Linked DNA regions of Sparus aurata: region 1 is linked to region 2. A link is a contact called in public Hi-C data. All regions are on one chromosome and are shown on one strand. The core of a region is the stretch at or near the end of the contact, and the rest is flanking DNA. Distances in the headings are between cores, read along the strand shown.

The links. Hi-C and Micro-C count contacts between places; a contact is called where the count stands out from the background.
Region 1: a Hi-C map of an unstated tissue shows a contact between it and region 2, with 2.9 times the contacts expected there. The contact joins the promoter of deptor here to the promoter of mrpl13 in region 2. A contact is called at or near these places in 2 of 2 Hi-C or Micro-C datasets (skeletal muscle and an unstated tissue).

What each region holds. Positions count from the first base shown.
Region 1 is chr17:17,747,028-17,753,248 of fSpaAur1.1, reverse strand. deptor (DEP domain containing MTOR-interacting protein) reads left to right here and starts at 4,334. Exons shown (of 10, transcript XM_030393801.1): 1 at 4,334-4,746; 2 at 4,986-5,075. The coding sequence starts at 4,733.
Region 2 is chr17:17,544,649-17,550,186 of fSpaAur1.1, reverse strand. mrpl13 (mitochondrial ribosomal protein L13) reads right to left here and starts at 2,313. Exons shown (of 7, transcript XM_030393564.1): 1 at 2,189-2,313; 2 at 519-642; 3 at 93-186. The coding sequence starts at 2,215. It overlaps dscc1 (DNA replication and sister chromatid cohesion 1), which reads left to right and starts at 2,510. Exons shown (of 9, transcript XM_030393556.1): 1 at 2,510-2,885; 2 at 3,265-3,433; 3 at 3,800-3,934; 4 at 4,421-4,511; 5 at 4,746-4,884; 6 at 5,088-5,140; 7 at 5,236-5,390. The coding sequence starts at 2,716.

The DNA of each region.
Region 1 (6,221 bases), core at 3,085-5,584, 200 kb before region 2:
TAAGAAAGACACAGATAAGTGACAATACAAGATATACATTGTTGATAACCGGTGATTGAGACACCTGGCCTTAAATTACTTCAGGCCGTAGTGGCTCAACTGGCTATGCTGTTTATGCATGTAAAGGGTTTAAGCTGGTTGTCAAGAAAGTGCAATTTGTTAGTTTCCTGTTGCACCCAGGGATACACCTTTCCAAAATCACACGAACACCACAGTTATGCTTGCTTCTTTCACACAGACACGCTGTATTCTCTGGACAGTAGAAACATCAAAAATATCAAAAGCAGGGATGCGCACAGACATTTTGTGAGGCAGGGACTCAACAGACAAAAGGGGCACCCACGAATGACCTATTACCACCCTGATGTTTCCTCACCACTGTTTATAATGTGACTTCTGCAAACGCCTAATTCTTTTATTATTATTTTTTAGATACTGCTGAATGCCCTTAGTGCTGTATAGTGTTTGGAATTTTATGTTTTTTCAATGATCTGCTGTTTGTCATACTTTTTTTTAATACTTTTTCTTTATGTTTTAATCAATGGTACTTGTTAAGCACTTTGGGACCTAGCTATGTGAACGTTGCTATATTAAGTGAGCTTTACTTACTTGATTGAATGAACTAAATTAGTATTTAAGTTGCCTTCAGTTAGTCAAAACTATATTCACATGCTCACAAAGAAGCAAAACTTAATGAAAATACAAGTGAACAAAATTACTTTTATGCAGTTTGGTGACGTGCTGTTTTCAGCTGAACACTCCTCGTACTTGGGACGTGAGTAGGTTGATTTTCCACAGAGATATGTGGAAAATCAACTTTGTAAAATGCAAATCCCAGCCACGGGCCATTGTTTGTGAAATGGAGACTAACTGGTAGTGAGAATGCAGTTGCTCCTCTGCATTTTTGGCTGAAGTCGCAGTGTCACCACTGACAATGTCTCCCAATGTATAGACTTAAAGTTATAGCCAACCACTTTGGTGTGTACAAACAAAAGACGTCTGTGGTATTCTGAAAGAGCCTGGTGCTGGTGGGATATCACTGAATTTAATTATCCACACTGGAAAATTGTGTAATTGTGTATTGCTTTGAAAATGTACACCTTCCTCAAACGAGATGCAACTACATACCGGTCCAGCCAGTTCCGCCTTCAGATGACTGTAGACATTTTAATAACATACATACATACTTTAGGCAGGTGGGGATGACAGATACTTGTGAGTCCTTAATGGAGAAAACCTGGTGGAAACACTCAAGTACTCGCTCACTAATTGCATGGAGTGGCAGAGTAATGTACGAGAATGTGTGTCTATTTGTTGTTGGCCCGTCGACTTCTTTGACTGTTCTTCTGTTTTCCAAACAGCTACTGGAGAAGCTGACAACCTTGTCCAAAGTTTTCACTCCAAAGGGAGACAACTAATTATCTATAGTGTTAAACAGTAACTGTAGAAAAACACAGAAGGGATTAAGTGGTAGAATAAAAGATGGGTGAGCTATAAATGTCTGCTGGCTAAACTTGTCCGATATTATGAAGTAGTGGTAAACTTATAAAAAGGTGGGTAAATCCTATGTTGGGTAAACTGCATTTTTGGTGTGGATACCCTCTACTACATCCAAAATAAAAGGGATTTGCACAGACATTTGGGGGGGCAGCGGCTAAAGTGAAAAAGGAGCCCTCACCCCACCCACATCTCTTTTCCCACCCTGACATTGTCGCACTTTGTTCCTTGAAGAAGCTGCAAATTTGACATGTTTTCAAATTCATACATGGTACACAAAATTGAGAAAAACTGACTTAAATGGCATCCAAACAAATTTCCAGTATACACAAGAGCCTGACTAATTATTTTCTTTTCTGAGACCAGTGCGAGACTGCTTTTAATAAATAGTCAGGTGCTCACCTATCTGTGCATGCACCTGCTACATGACTCTGGTAACAGGTAGCCAACTGTAAACCAGCGTCTAACAAACCTTCTTCTATATTTCACTTGATTGGATTCCAAGACTAACACATTCAATAAATGATTGGCAACAAACAGGATACACCTCAAAGCAAAGGGCCTTCTGCCAGTCCCCGGGCCACGGATAAAATGGTAGTTCTTCATAGTCTTTGATTTTGAGATAAATTAATAAATAAATCAATGAATAAAAAGTTAAACCGATCTGCTTTTGAATTTAGGATTATTCATTCCTGTATGACATTAGAACTTCACCGTCTAGTGGTGCTATCCACCAGATGGTGCAGAGCCTGTGTGTAAAAACAAACAGGCGAGATTATTTGCTTTGTCTGGTGGTTGTGACACCATTTAAATTCATATTGTAACTGAATGATTTGCAGTCAACCTTGAAGAAGACATTTTGAGTATAGACAATAATAACCCCTCAGGCCTAAAATGGTTCAACCAGGTTTATTTATGTGTCTTTCTATCTTTGAAACATATGTTCAAAAGGATAAACTCGCCTTGTAAAAATTTCAAAGGTGCATTGTTGTATCCTCCCCTGTTTTAAAAAAGGAAGGACCAATATTGCACATGTACTTTTTAAACTGGATGAGAGCACCAAGTGTTGAAGCGGGGGTATCCAGTGTTTAAGCAGTGGATGCAAAAGCAGCAATATAACGTAAAATTAATTACCATGTCTGGTTTCACAATGGCATGTGATTCCAAAATGACATTTGGACAAAAGCATAAAGACGATGTGTCATCATCAGTCACATAAAGTTAGCTTCATTGTACCTCGTCCACCAAACTACATTTACCAGTATGCCAGACATTAAGGGCAGAAGAAACAAATTACTGAACACAAACGTCATATATGATTTGTGTTCAGTAAGGTAAGGGATGATTTTATAAAAATCATCCCTTACCATGTTCCACGTTGTACTACTGTGAATCCACAGTCAGCAGCTCCCCTACTGGTCACATAGAATGGAGCCCTCAAAGGAACAGAACACACAGTACTCACTCATAAAGGAACAGCTCACCCCAAAATGTTTTTTTTGTTTTTTTTGATCTGTTTGTATATTTGTAATGCACCACTCTTTGTGCCCATATTTGCACTATTCTAAAACTAACACAACTCAGAGTCAGGGGCGTACTCGGGCTGTTGGAGAGGACGGGGCAAAAAGGGTTCCAAGATTAAAAGGTAAAAGCAAATAAAAGTTTAACCACTACACCCTTGTAATAGAAAACACACAGGGAGAAATTAGCTATTCAACCATGTAGAAGCCAGCTACTTTTCCAGCATGTAGGATTATCAAGTTTTCTCCACTGGAAGAAATTATGGGTGATTTATTTAAACATTGGGACACCAGAGGGCGTAACTGACTAATAATTCTACAACCATGTTTCTCACTGACTCATCCCTGAGGTACTGACTAAGTCAAACACATAATAAAAGCAACTAATTTGAAAAGAATGAACTGTCAAAAACCAAGCTATCAGTTTGCAGAGAGGGCATCGTCAGGGCATTTGAATGCAGCAGAAACAGGCTACATAGAGTCCAGCATGCCTCTTCTAAATGGACAGGGTCCTAGAGTAGATGGTCCCACAACGGATTTTAGTGTTTCTTCTTACACAGAGCAGTGACATTATCAGTCCTTTTATTTGATTTGTGTCATCTAGGGAGTGTGTGGTGGAATTTAGAAAGTGTGTTCAAGTCAACTGATGACTCATTGTGGCCATGTCCCCATTATATCTACAGGTTTCGTCTGCAGAGCAAATTTGCTTCTCAGGTCAAACACACAGCACATATCATGTGGTCACATATATACACAGTATGTAGGTTATAAACTATTAAATATGAGAACATTCACAAATCCATTACTCTGCAGAAACACAGCCACAGAGATACACTTACCAGTGCTGCTAATGAGCAGCCAGATGACTTCATCGGTGCTGGGTGGATGCGTTTGTTTTATGTTCACTTCATACACACTTAATAATTCCACGTGTTCATTTATAGTTTTGATGCCCTCAGTGAGAATCTACAATGTAAATAGTCATGAAAAAAAAGATTTCTGTACACACAGGCAGAATGATCCTGGTCATGCTATGAGCAGTTTTGCACCCTCAAAATCAGACTAATCTGTGAAATCAGTGGGTAGACGATGGAAGGTTTCACACAGTTGCAGAGCCTATAGAGTTTTCGGTCTGTTTTAAATACACCTTTAATGGAGAAAGGTGTAGCACCTCTGTTGCATAATGATGCCACCCAACACCATCCCACCCCTACAATTTGTCCCTGGATCCCCAAGCGGTGGCTGAATCGAGCGCATCTCTCGTGCCTCCGTAACCCCGCCCCTCCGGTTAACTCCCCCAGTGACGACAGCAGAGTCCTCCCAATGCGGGGGCTTTGTGGATGGGCACTGGCTGCGCCGTGGAGAAAAACGTGCACCCATCCCCGTGCGGCGTGTCAGTGACAAACAAACCCCGAGCCAGCCGAGCGGAGGATCGCCGGGGCTGCTCCTCACACAGACGTTACATCAGCAGGAGCAGCAGGAGCGAATAAATAGAGGGATTCATGGAAGGAGCGCTGGATGCATGCGCGCATTGATGAGTGTGAGCGGTCATCTGGAGGATTTTTTTTTTCTCGAGGAATTTCAAAGTGGATCGAGGCTGATGGAGCTGCTGAGGCTGAGCGTCTGGGACCGCTGACTGGCTGCATTGTTGCATGACGAGGATGGATTAATTCTGCACTTTCACTAGAGGAATAATTGTGTTGTTATCGCTCTCCATGGTGCTCGAAGGGTAAGCGAATGAACAATGTGTGGGTGCATTATTTACTCTGAGGGATCGTCACCGCGTGGATGCTTGCACGCCTTTGTTTTTTTTTTTTTTTCTTTCAATCAGTTTCTTCCTCGTTCTGTGTATTGCTGCACAACATTTGTTATTATAGCAGTTATTTATTAGTAGTAGTAGTACTAGTATGATGTCTTTGGGTTTGTCAACAAAACATCCCCGGGTCTGTGCTTTTTCTGTGTTAGCAGAGAGATGGACGGGATCGGGAACACCATGCAGAAGAAGGCTGCAGAGCTGGAGCGGCTGGCCGAGGTGCTCGTCACCGGAGAACAGCTGAGGTAGGTCGGTCAGGGTCCTCCACTGACGCTGGGTGAGAGAGATCGAGGCATTGTGTGTGTGTGTGTGTGTGTGTGTGTGTGTGTGTGTGTGTGTGTCCCGGATGATCTTGCAAACTGACCCCACAGATCTTCCACCATGATCACACTTCGTAAATTACCAGAAATAATCTTTGCTTGGTTAGTTTTCATGCTCAGTCTTGCATGTTGCCGTGCCCCATATCAGGAGGATAGGACAGGACGCGGCCCATTCAGTGAGAGAAGTGGGTGGTGCAAGCATGACAGCAGGTTAGTGATCATGCATGTAGCTGTCCTTCACTGCAGACTGGCAGAGCGGAGCAGGCAAGCTCAGCTCCACTGCAGCAGCAAGCATGCACCGCCAAACAAAGGCGTCCACACATGCACAGCCCTCCCCGTGCACGCTGCTGCAGCAGGATCCTGTTTTGAGAACTGACCACATGAGTGATTTCTGTCGCTCCAGTAAGACAGTGAGTGCCCTTTGAGCTGCGCGGTGAATGATCAACCTGCTTACCCTGTATCATGATCACGCCCCACCCATCAGGCAATTGTCCCAGTAACCTTGGCAGTGTTGTTGACATGCTGCACCCTTTGACCTACTGTACAGAAAGAAAAGCCCCGTAACCCCGGTGGCTCTCACTCCCAGCAATGAATAGAGGCTCAGTAGGTAAAGCATGGCATCAATGCCTGGAATTTCAGCCCCCCGCTGAACTATGTGGCTGAATTGTGTTTTCCAGCTGGGTGGTACAAACTGAATTAGAGCTTTGTGAAGAAATACACATTCGCCACTTCAAGAGATTGAGTTTGTATCTCAATGTTACTCTTCTGTGTTCCCTTGCTTAGCACTGGTGTGTGTTTTCCTGTTTCTCATTGTATATAGTGTGTGTGTGTGTGTGTGTGTCAGTGTCCTTGGCATAGCTGAGTACATAGGCTGCCAGCTGGCGGCGTGGCTTGTGTCCGTGAACAGCAGGTTGGTCCGGTTGGCTGTCCCAGAGTCCTCTGCCTCTGAGACACTGCTGTTCCAGGGGAAAGGGACTTGAGGTTGTGATATACTCTCTCTCTTTTTTACAGACCTAGAAGTTGGACCGAGAGCTTTTTAAGAGACATGGCTGTAAGGATGGCTATGTCTTT
Region 2 (5,538 bases), core at 1,064-3,563:
AACATTTTTGGAGTTACTGACAGGCAGCGAAGAGCAAAGGCGTATTGGAAACACCGAAAAAAAATCCAAGTGTGTCATCTGTATGCACTTACCCCGAGTGTGATGAGTAGACCTTCTGCTCCCATTTGTTTCCAGAGAAAGCTATTTGTTTGGTGTTTATAACTACCACATGGTCCCCACAGTCACCTGCAAAGGTGTAAAAATTAGGAAAAGGAATACTTTAATTTAATTTAACAGAGAGACATAAAAGTCATACATACATCAGACACAGATGGTAATGATAATACCAAAAACATCAGCTAGTTTGCTAGACCAACAAAGACAATGAAGTATTTAGAGTTTATCCTTTACTGCCATCATGTGGTCGATCCATGTCACAACAACTTAAACTTAGGGTGGGTTGTGGTTTCATAATAGAACAAGGTCGAACACTGATTTACATGCATCTTAAATGTTGTTTTAATTTAGAAAGTTACTCGTGAATTTATATGTGCTTGTTTGTGACAGATTGGACTCACTCATTGCATGATAGATAGGCTTGTGTTTCCCCTGTAACCTAACGGAACACATGGTCGCGATCTTCCCAGGAGGCTGCATTCTGGCATCGATCACGAACCAGGAGCGAGCAAAGGTCGCCCATTGCTAAAAGAGGAAAGACAGAAATAATAGGTTGAATAAACTGTGTGGCATGGGATTATCACAGGTTTAATAGTGTGACAAACAACAGACACACAAGGCATTTTTCACTGAAGATGTTTTGACATCTCAGCAGGAAAGGCACAGGTGCAGATATTGAAATTAATTATGTCTGGATTCCATTTACATTCAGATTCAGGGTCCTTGTTTTGTCTACGCTAGTTAGCTGTCACACTGTCAAGACTTGTTAATACAAAAGACACTTTGTTAATGTTTTTCAGAACATTTATTATTTATATTATTCAGAACACCTGTGCTTCTTCTTTAATGACTAGTCAAAATGTCTGCTGTAAAAAGGCATTGTTTCTAGTTTGAAGCCATTTATTATACAAACAGAGCATTTCAGAATACAGAAATGTATGATGCATTTCAAAATGTATAATGTTGACGTATTCTTCCTGTAACAAATTGATGACTCCATAGCTGACACAATGAATACGCAGTTAAAACTCAACCAAACCAAATAAACCCCAATGAATTATCTAAGTGCACAAAATACCATCATTACCATCATATATCACTGCTGGTCAGGGTTAAGTATCATAAGAGAGAGAGAGAGAGTGTGTGTGTGTATTTGATAATGTGTGAAAGGTTTTAAGATCCATAACTAAAAGCTGCAGTGTTTCCTCTACATTTATTCAGGAGTGGTAGTAGACACCTGCAGTAAACACATTACCACCACAGCTAGACAGAATAGGAAACTGACCGTTATAATCTAGATGTCAGAACAAAAAAACGTGTGTAGAAGTAGCCCTTTATTCACGAATATTTAACAATACTAATGCTGCAAACCACGTTTACCACTAGCGCCAAAATTAAGATATGGGATGAATGTGGAATAAATACCAAAACATGATCCTATGCCATAACTGCTTCAGAACAATAACAGAGGAAACATCAATAAGCAAAACTGTTCTCATTATTTACATTAAGCATCTTAAAAACTATCATGTGGATGTCTCAAAATAAAAGGTGGGAGAATACTTTCAGGGCTAAAAAAAATAAATAAATACAAATAAAAACTCCTTTAACCTTAAAGATAAAAGATTTCATCTTCTGCACAATGTCCATACTTTAATCTTTAGGGCAACGCTCACACACCCACAGGTTTTGTAATTAATGTATTCTACAATTCTGATAAGTAATTGCCTGCCACGGATTATCTAAAACAGTGCTTCAAGCGTGTATAATTTGACATGGTGGTCTCACGACGTTGTTTTAACATTAACTTGGGCTGCCAAGAAATAATATTGGACTCGTGGGAATTTCCCTAACTGCTGAGAGCAGTCCACTTGTTATAATGTGTTTAAACGATATAACGTTAATAATATCCATACACACCATGGCTAGCTCGTTAGCGTCGCTTGTTAGCTAGCAGCCCATTTGAGAGTGATGTCCTGTCTTAACGTTACAGTAACCGGCACACACTTAACGGTCACATTATGAGATTTAAAAAAAAAAAGACAATGTAATGTATAATGTGTGTCGTTACCTGGGCAGATCTGGAGAAACTTGACATTTCTACGACACTACTGTGCTAGCACATCCTCAAAATATTTGACCCTCAACGTGAGTGACGGTCCGCTTGGTAATTCTACTCGGTTGAAACAAGATTTGAGACTTAATTTTTCCAATGTTTATCTTTATCGAAGTCATACGGCAAAACGTTCCTATATTTTATATATTTTCACGCTAACGTTAAGTGTCGGTACATATCAATGATAACCTTTCAATAAATCAAGAATTATAATCTCAGCATGTATTTATTTATTTATTTATCTGTTGAGTGTTAGTTTCTACACGGTCCTATTTTGGCGTCGTACCTTACGTAGTTGCCGCACTTCCTTCCAACGACAGAAAGAGAGCGGGGAAATTTGACATGCACCGTGCCTAAAGTTACATTAGTTGCTACTTATTCATTCCTTAGAAAACGTTTACTTTGTTGCTGTTTGTTTGGCGAGTCAAAAAAAGATTCTTTCATCGACACATTATCCGCCTAACCTGCCGTCCTGAGCCAACATGAGAACTTTAGAGGAGGTTCAGGCCACTCTGGAGATCGCCAAGCTGAAGGAGGAGGATCTGCAGAAAACAATTCACTGCCTATCCTTCGGAGAAAATGTTTCATCTGCAGACTACTGCCTGATGGAGCTGGACGACACACTGGTCAAACACATCGAAGCTGGCCAAAGGTAAGGTATTAATAATGTGAATTAATGTGCCTGAGAAGTATGTATACGAAGAAACACACTAACTATGATTATGCTTTTGTGTTCTCTGTTCTTCTATCTAGTCGTCAAGTCTTATCTTTGCAGTATCGATATATCAGCATCAGATAGATAGATAGATAGATAGATAGATGGAGAGATGGATAGATGGATGTTCCTTATTGATGAATTACAAATACAAGTGGTCAGCATGCCTGTTTATCTGACAATAGTCTAAAACTGTTGATTGTTGAAAGTTACTTTATTGACAGTGGTGTGAAACATAATGAACATATAAACTGCTGTCTTTTATTTGTTGATGTTGTGGGTGTGGGTAACTGACAGCTGTTTTCTCTGTTTCCAGTCTGGTGATTCGAGGGGACAAAGATGAACGTGCAGTCCTCTGCAGTGGTGACAAGACCTATGATCTAAAGATAGCCGACACATCCAACATGCTGCTGTTTTTGCCAGGATGCAGAACGCCAGACCAGCTAACTAACAGCCAGGAAAGCTCTCATGTGGTGCACACTCAGGTATGGAAACAATACACACACAGATACCTACCTGATATACTGCAACATCCACATAAACAGACACAGGCTACTGGGTGCATTATGCACAATTAACAGTTAATTTCTTTTGTATGACCCACATACACTTAAAATATCCTACTTCTTTGATGCGTTTATCTGTTTTATTGTGGTGTTACTTACTAAGGTCAAACTGTTTTTATACATACTATTGTCTTTTTATTTCTATTCATAATTGCCTCTTAAATATTTGCTTTGCCTTCTGACATTTGTTTGTCATTGTTTTGCCCTTTATTATGTATATAACATGCTTTATAATCCTGTTTCAAGTGCTATATAAATAAAGTTATTTTGATTATTCTGTTGTAGATCTGGGGATTTTGTAACAGCTACTGGGAACTGAGGAAGCAGCGTCCGAAACTGAAGAAACTGAAGAAGCTCTTAATGGAAAATCCTTATGAAGGACCTTCTTTAGGAGGAAAGGAGGAGAATACAGAAAACAGGGTAAAAACATATCATACAGTGAATAAATTAATTACTATATCCTGTTGGACTATGTTTGGTATAGGGTATGAATGTCTTTACTCTTTCAATAGCACCCATGGTATGAGCCTGTCATCATGTTGGATATCTGTCAGAGAAAAGAACAATAGCAGAAGCCTCGGTTAATGGAAATATCTATGATGCTGTAAAAAAAAAAAAAAATTACTATAGTTTAAATCTCTTAATTTACTGCAGCTTTTAAGAACATTTTGCTCATAAGAGCATTTGATAATTACAAATTATTTTTGGTATTGTATTATGTAATGGCTAAGAGAAATATGGGGCTTTTATGTCAATATCTGTACATGGTTTATCTTGTCTATATTGGAAGTAAAATATTTATAGAATAGAATATTTTGAATGTTTCACTGTAAATTCCTCCCCTGTTTTGAATGTCTTCTGTTAGTATCTGTTAGTCAGTGGTTTCCTGTGCTCTTCTGTTACCAGTACACAATGCAGGATCTGTTGGAGAGGATTCAGGCCAGTGAAGAGGAACTGAAGGCCCACTTGGAGACCATCCATGCCTGTCAGATAGATGGTAAACAGTGACACATTTGAATTATAACTTAATTAACATTATTGTTATTATTAAAGTTGTGAAGGTAAGTAAGAAGGTTCAAAATCATTCAAATCACCAACATCAATGTGGTGCTCTCAGGAGGTACAGTTCAGTGAAGATGCTTTTCTAAATAAAATGTATCTCTCTTAGCCCCATGGAGCTAAAACACATCCCTACCAGATGTTAAGCGAGAGTATCTTTTATGTCCTCCAGGATACATGCGTGTGCTGGACTTTGACTACGAGATGAAGCTGCTCGGTCACGTGACTCAGCTGGTGGATTCTGAGTCATGGTCCTTCGACAAGGTTCCCCTCAAAACTAGTCTGGAAGAGTTAGGTCCACTGGAACCCAAGTGAGTTGATGTCAAGTCTCTTGTTCATGCAACAAGTAAAGAAAGATATTGAATATTAAGAGTTTATTTTCAGTCATGTTGAGGCTTTGGAAACAAAAAACTGCCCAAATAACAAAACTAATGAGCATCTATTATGAGCATGGAAAGGTTTAATAATAGACACTCATTCAGGTTCTTATAATTTTTCCTTCTGTCTGTCACAGAGAGATGATCGAGCACTGTTTGAACTGCTATGGGAGACGCTATACTGAAAACGGTAAAGTAAAACAATCTCTGAAGACCCAAAGCTTCAATCCTACACAACCTGAAACTACAGTGCTCACATCTCTGAATCTTCCTCCCTCTCGATAGATGAAGTTTTTTATGCGCTACATGAGGATAGAGTGTGTCAAGGAGTGGCGCTGCTGCTACTGCAGAACGCTGTCAAGTTCAACCTGAGGGAGTTCCAGGAAGTCTGGCAGCAGAGCGTCCCAGACGGCATGAGCACAAGACTGGAGCAGCTAAAGGTTAGCCTGTCATGCTCATATACTGCACTCTGAGGGGGATTGGGGAGTTTTCTTTCTTTTTTTAATGCAGTTACAGTAAAAGTAGTGTGATTGGGTGTTTGCTTTGACATATAGAAGATTAACTGAGAAATTTGCACACATTTCTTTT